2 separate regions of the Gossypium arboreum genome follow, and region 1 is linked to region 2. A link is a contact called in public Hi-C data. All regions are on one chromosome and are shown on one strand. Each heading gives the region's core, a stretch centred on a gene start, on an enhancer-like site or on the middle of the called end of the contact. The rest is flanking DNA. Distances are from core to core; before and after follow the strand shown.

The links. Hi-C and Micro-C count contacts between places; a contact is called where the count stands out from the background.
Region 1: a contact with region 2 is called in a Hi-C map of leaf, with 2.5 times the contacts expected there. The contact joins the enhancer-like site here to the promoter of LOC108483955 in region 2. A contact is called at or near these places in 2 of 5 Hi-C or Micro-C datasets (both in leaf).

The regions. Positions count from the first base shown.
Region 1 is chr6:133,162,386-133,165,169 of ASM2569848v2, forward strand. LOC108486225 (topless-related protein 4-like) reads right to left here. Exons shown (of 26, transcript XM_017790145.2): 23 at 2,681-2,776; 24 at 2,094-2,282; 25 at 1,647-1,813; 26 at 764-1,520. The coding sequence ends at 1,322. Among protein-coding and RNA genes, the nearest start is that of LOC128293960, 3.4 kb to the left of the region's middle. Within about 2 kb of position 1,261, at least 2 of the 2 cell types and tissues checked have an H3K27ac peak or open chromatin away from gene starts, as enhancers often do. A contact at or near this core is called in leaf, where this site is marked.
Region 2 is chr6:133,079,390-133,082,456 of ASM2569848v2, forward strand. LOC108483955 reads right to left here and starts at 1,640. Exons shown (of 5, transcript XM_017787522.2): 1 at 1,011-1,640; 2 at 780-912; 3 at 554-668; 4 at 350-464; 5 at 1-163. The coding sequence starts at 880.

The sequences.
Region 1 (2,784 bases), core at 11-2,510, 83 kb after region 2:
TGGGCTCAATAGAGAGATTTTTTTTATGAATACAACTAATCATATATTGAGATTATCGCACATTAACTAATAAAAAATATATATTTATAATAGATGTTACATTGATGGTTATATATTTAAGATTATTCTAGTTAACTAACTTTTTTATGAAATTTTTATTTTTATTTTTTAACAATTCTTCAGTCTGCTTTTATCTTTAATTTTGTAAATATAAATTTCTTCATATTTTAATATTTAACATTTTAATCTTTTAAAATTTATAATTTTTATAATAAGTATTTGTTTGAACCATCCAATTCAACCGACTAAGAGATTGAAAGTCAAACTGATTCCACCTTCTATCTGTTTCTTATAAAAATATAAGAATAAATTGTTAAGGCTTAAAATTGTAAATTTGATTTTACTTTAAAAAAATATTATATTTGAATAAATTATATTTTATTATATTTAAATTAAACTATTCAAATTAATAAAATTAAAATCACAAAACAAACATTTTAAGAAATAAAATTACATTAGCCTATATTTGGATTGACTTTATAATATAAACTAGGAAAGTAAGGAAAAATAAATATCGTTCAATTTATTAAGAAAGTAAAAGAAAACAAATTTTAAATATGCGTTTTTTTTAAATAATTTTAATTTTTCCTTCTTTTCCACTATTTATTTTACATATGATTTACTTTATTTGACTTTTTAACTTTTACTTTAATTTACTTTCAATCCATAGTATTAATAAATCAGAAATGAAAACACACTTAAAGGAAATACCAACTCAACTCAACTACTTTATAAACATTCTATAATTCACCTTATTTGTTTGTGTCGTCTTTATATCATTTTTTTTCCGTATCATATTTCGTGTCACATCCAAATATTACACGGTACGGACAAATAATAGCCGTTAAAACAATTTCTTAATTTAAAAAAAAAAAAAACCCGAAGCATAAGCAAAAAAATAAACATAATTAATATAGTTTCTAGAAGGCTAAATAATAATGGGAAACCCGCCAGGATTCCTAGTTATAAACCAACAGAAATTTTTTGTCTGATTTCGCTTCTTTTTTTAAGTCTATAGTCAGACAGACCCACCTTCTCTAAGCCAACATCTCCTAAATTTACACCAAAATCCCTGAAATCAACACTATATGCCTTGGCTGCAAAAAGGATGTCATGCGATTCATACCAATCCATTATACTTCTGAAGCTTCCCCTTGAGAATTTCTTTTTAACATGACACCAGGGAGCATATGATAAAAATGCATGCTAGAGATGGATGCTTTGGTTATATCCTTTCTATCAATACCTGCACGTGTGCTGGTCACCGCTGGGGAGGTTCTGAACCAGTTACACCTGATGTGGTACTTGGTCCAGCACCATTTTCAGCTGGAGGAGAGGTGCCCCATTTTCCTTCCGACTCCAATGGCTCAACAATTTGGACTCCACCATCTGTTAATCCCAAAGCAAATTGATTTGGGTCGGATGGGTGTGCCGCAATGACAAGTGGAAAAACTCTCAAGCTGCTCAAGGTGCATTGTTAGAAACTTCCACCACAAAACGTATTGGATTGAATCAAGATATGATAATTAACTATAAACTCAAATTGTGTTTATGACTGTTTTAATAAATAGAAAGAGAAAAAGCACCTTGGATTTGGAGGTAAATATGCTGCGGGACTAATTCGACATCTCAATCTGAGTGTTGAAGCAGTAAGCACACCAACACTTCCATCTTCAAAACTCACATATATCGATTGGCTGTCACAGGAGTATGTTGCATGAGTAATTGGACCGCTGGCTTCTCGAGGGACCCACTGTTTGAGAAAACAATTCCAAAACAATATTAATAACCTCAAAATTAACCCCCCCCCCCAAAAAAAAAATAAAAAAAAGGTTCTATTGACAAATAGCAGACTGTACTAGCAGCAAAACGATTTCTAAAAGGTCGAATTTGGCATTGCCAGCCCACTCCTAAATACATGCATGAAAATATTCTAAATGCAATTACCTCCTGAAGTGCACTTGATTTAAACATAGATTGTAAGCAATAAAAATCTAGAAAATATATATTATACAGCAAATAAGCTCAGACACCTGCTTTAGGCATTCTAGTTTTGGTGCTTCAAATATTGCTATCTGTGTTTCATGAACTGCCAGCAAATGTATCTGATCTAGGTGAAACTGAACACGAGTCTCCGCATGAGGAGATGCTGCCCGGCCATTTGGGATTTGCAAGAACTTACTAGCTTGCTTCTCCCATCCATCTGTGCTCCATACACAGAGCTGTAGAGAAAAACAAACGTGGAATAATTAGCAGACAAACGGAGAGTTAACTCCATAAAAAGTACTAAAATCATTTTTATAAGACATCCTATTCATGGTAAGTCCTATGAAGTTCTGTGTAGTGTTTAATATGATAAAACTACCAACAAAATAAGTAGGAAAGACCTTATATAAGCATAATAAATTAATATGTTTTCACAACCATAAATTCAATGGAATCATTCCCTACCCAAGCTTTCCCTATGGTCCTTAACAAGATTAACCCGATCTAAGCCAATGACTCTAAACTTCAGCTTAACCATATCTCAAAGTATCAATTATTCTAGCTTTCTCAATGTGGATTGTTGAACTGCTTTAGGATACAACAAGCATGTGGGAAAGAAGCTAATATTTTGTACCTGACTGTCGGCTCCCGAAGATACAAGCACGTTCAGAGTATGAGAGAAGGCAAGACCTGTTATTCTTTTCTGATGACCTTTTAACTTTGTTTTCACCTGTTAAA
Region 2 (3,067 bases), core at 390-2,889:
TGAACCGGGGATAACTGAGGATACCTATCCTCACTACCGTTATCCAAAATCCTAGGAGTTGCAGGAACAGTTTCGGGTGCTCTTGGCGTAAGGTAAGTCCTAGGATTACTGTGTCGTTGGCTCCTTGAAGCTCTCACTGGATAGCACCCCAGGTTAAGGGCCGCTAAAACAACACATATGTGCTACAATCTATCAGTCCAAATTGTTCTTGAAATAACTTTCAAATTGAAAGCTTCATTAAGTTGTAGCTAATGTAGATTAAAGAAAAACGAGAAAAAACCACAAACATAACAATAAACTCGAAACCAAGAATTTACCACAGAAGAACATGAAAAGAAATCTACAGTACCTTCAACACAAGGTGGCAAAAGCTCTCCTGTTTCAGTGCTCTCATCTCGACGGATAATCGTGTTGATGGCATCATTAACACGGTCCCATAAGGTTTCCGGGTTGGTGTATTCAGCCTAAAAACCCAATACGAGGGGGAAAAAATTGAGTCCAAAGAAGTAGATACAAAATAAAAAGATCCACAATTTTGAAAGAAGAAAAGAACCTCAGAATTGGCTTTGGAATACATAATCTCCTCGGCTTTGACGATGACAGTAATAATTTTATCTTGCCATTCCTTATTCTTTTTAGTAGCTGTGCTATGAGTTTCAATAGCTAGCCTAAAATCAAACACATGGTGGGCAAGGAATTAAACCCCCCTCCCCCCAAAAGGTAGAAATAATGCTGCTTAAAATGTAACAAAATTAAGGAAAACAAAGAAGACCCAGAACCTTAAAATCTGCTGAATGATGGAACCTCTCATGGGTTGGTGTCTTTCGCTATGCCAAGCTCTTCTTACACACTCGTAAGGTCTAGGGCCTGGTCTCGGCATCTTTGATCTTTCTTCTCAATGGAAGACAAAATCTAGAGACAGAGGAGGAAAGAAGGAAAGGGAAGAGATATTTGAGGCTAACCGAGAGGAAAGTAGGTAAATAAAAGGAGTGAGACGGTAGTGTTATTACATGGGGTTTGATGGAGATTAGTCAATTTGTTTATGATATCTTTTGGCGTTTCTTCTTTTTTCTTGAATTCCCAGTCTGCAAACCAAGAGAGAGATCAGAGATGGATGGGGCTTTTCCTTTCTTTTTTTCTCTTTCTTTTGGGTAGGGAGCAGTACAACATCCAACAGGAGTGAAAGAAATGGCTCATGCCTTTGTTTATGCCCCCCAATAATTTAACACTTAACCATTGTTTTCACTTTACAGTCAGATTTTTGGTCATTTTTATTGATAATAATATGGGTTTTGGGGGTTGGGAATCCAAATCAGACAAAATAACAAAAGTATTCAAGTCACCATTAAAATCTCCCTGGCAATTGCCTGCCTTTGCCCCTATCTTCAACCCCCCTCGCCTGCCTATGCTATTAGTATTGGCACATTAACTCCTTAATCTCTGCTCTGCTTGTATTAACAAGAGAGTTGTTATACCACCACCAATGACAATACAGGCATAACAGAAAGCTACCTGATATACATACTCCACCCGCTATAGATTGGGAGATCACTAGAAGTCTTACTTCCCGATTTAGTCATCCAAGTAGGCAGAAAGTAGTTATTTAAGGAGGCTAATTACCTACCTCAAAATGTAGCCACCACCTTCTCCTCCACATTTGGACTTCTATTAAGAGCATGATCTTTTTAGTCACTAAATTTATGGGAGTTTAACTGCTCCGTACATTAAACAAAAAGGACTGACATAGCACGTTTCATCACAAATATTTTTGTCACATTGAAGACATTAGCTCTAGCTCTATGTTTCTCATAATAGTGATCTGATTGCGAATTCATCATGTTAATGTTACCCAACATAGGACCTCGCCGATAACTAGCCCCCAAGATGATGATGATGAAGAGATCAACTCTCCATCACACTTGCCTACACTTTGTCAATTTATTCCCAACATTCACTTCCACCGTCTTCACTTTTCTACTCTCCGACTCTTTGCCTTGACAGAGCAAACTAGCCTCCATTAGCACCACCACATCCTCTTCCATCTCTCCTTATTGATCCCACACATCAACAAGAGTATTAATTCCATAATAAATTCTATTAATATTTAATTTCACTCCGAACAAGATAAACTAAATGTAATTACACATCAAATAAAAATAAAATATTTTAATATTAAAGTACATCAAATGTCACATCAAATGCTTTCAATAAATAGATAAGATATATTAATTATTTTTACATCATAGTTTGTGTTGATTTATAATCATATATTTAAATGATGAAGAAATTATTAACTTATGTGTATATATATATATATATATATATATATGTCATTTTCTATTACTTTGAATTGCTACATGGTTTTGTTTTCATTTGCATTAATTAAATTCTCATAAAAATGCTGATAGTATTGGCTTTCAACTTTAGATGTCATTGACTATTGGATCCACCATATATTTAATTGTAATTGAGATTATCTGTCGAGATTTTAAGGTTTGAAGATGAATATTTATGTAAGAGTTAATGAGGGGATAAGGGGGTAGATGAGATGGATGGACAGGCATTGTTGGGTCCAATATAAGTAAACATTGAATCAAAGCCTAACAAATGGTTTGAAGTAGAAGAGAGGGTTAATGAGGGCAGTGAAATGGGGGGAGGTAAAATTCACCATTTATTTATTAGTGAGAAGGGCCTAACATTACAATGCTTTTTATCATATGTCACTGACATTTTGGTAACCCCACTAAATAGCAGTTATGTCTACTTTCCACTATTTGGAATTGCTGTGCAAAAGTGATACACTACTTCCCCCTGGACAAAAAACCCTTTGTTTTTGCTTCCTCTTTATCAATTATCAATACTCTCTCCATCAACCCAAACCCCTCCCTAGTGTCCAGAATAACATAACCAAATTTATTACAATCAAATCTAATTTTCTTTTTATTTTAATTTACAATTAATTTATATTAACAAGTTTTAGGTTAACAATAAAACTCATTATACTCCTAAAGAGAAAATATGAGTTCAAATTTTAAAATAATATTATTAAAAGAATAAATAACGTGAA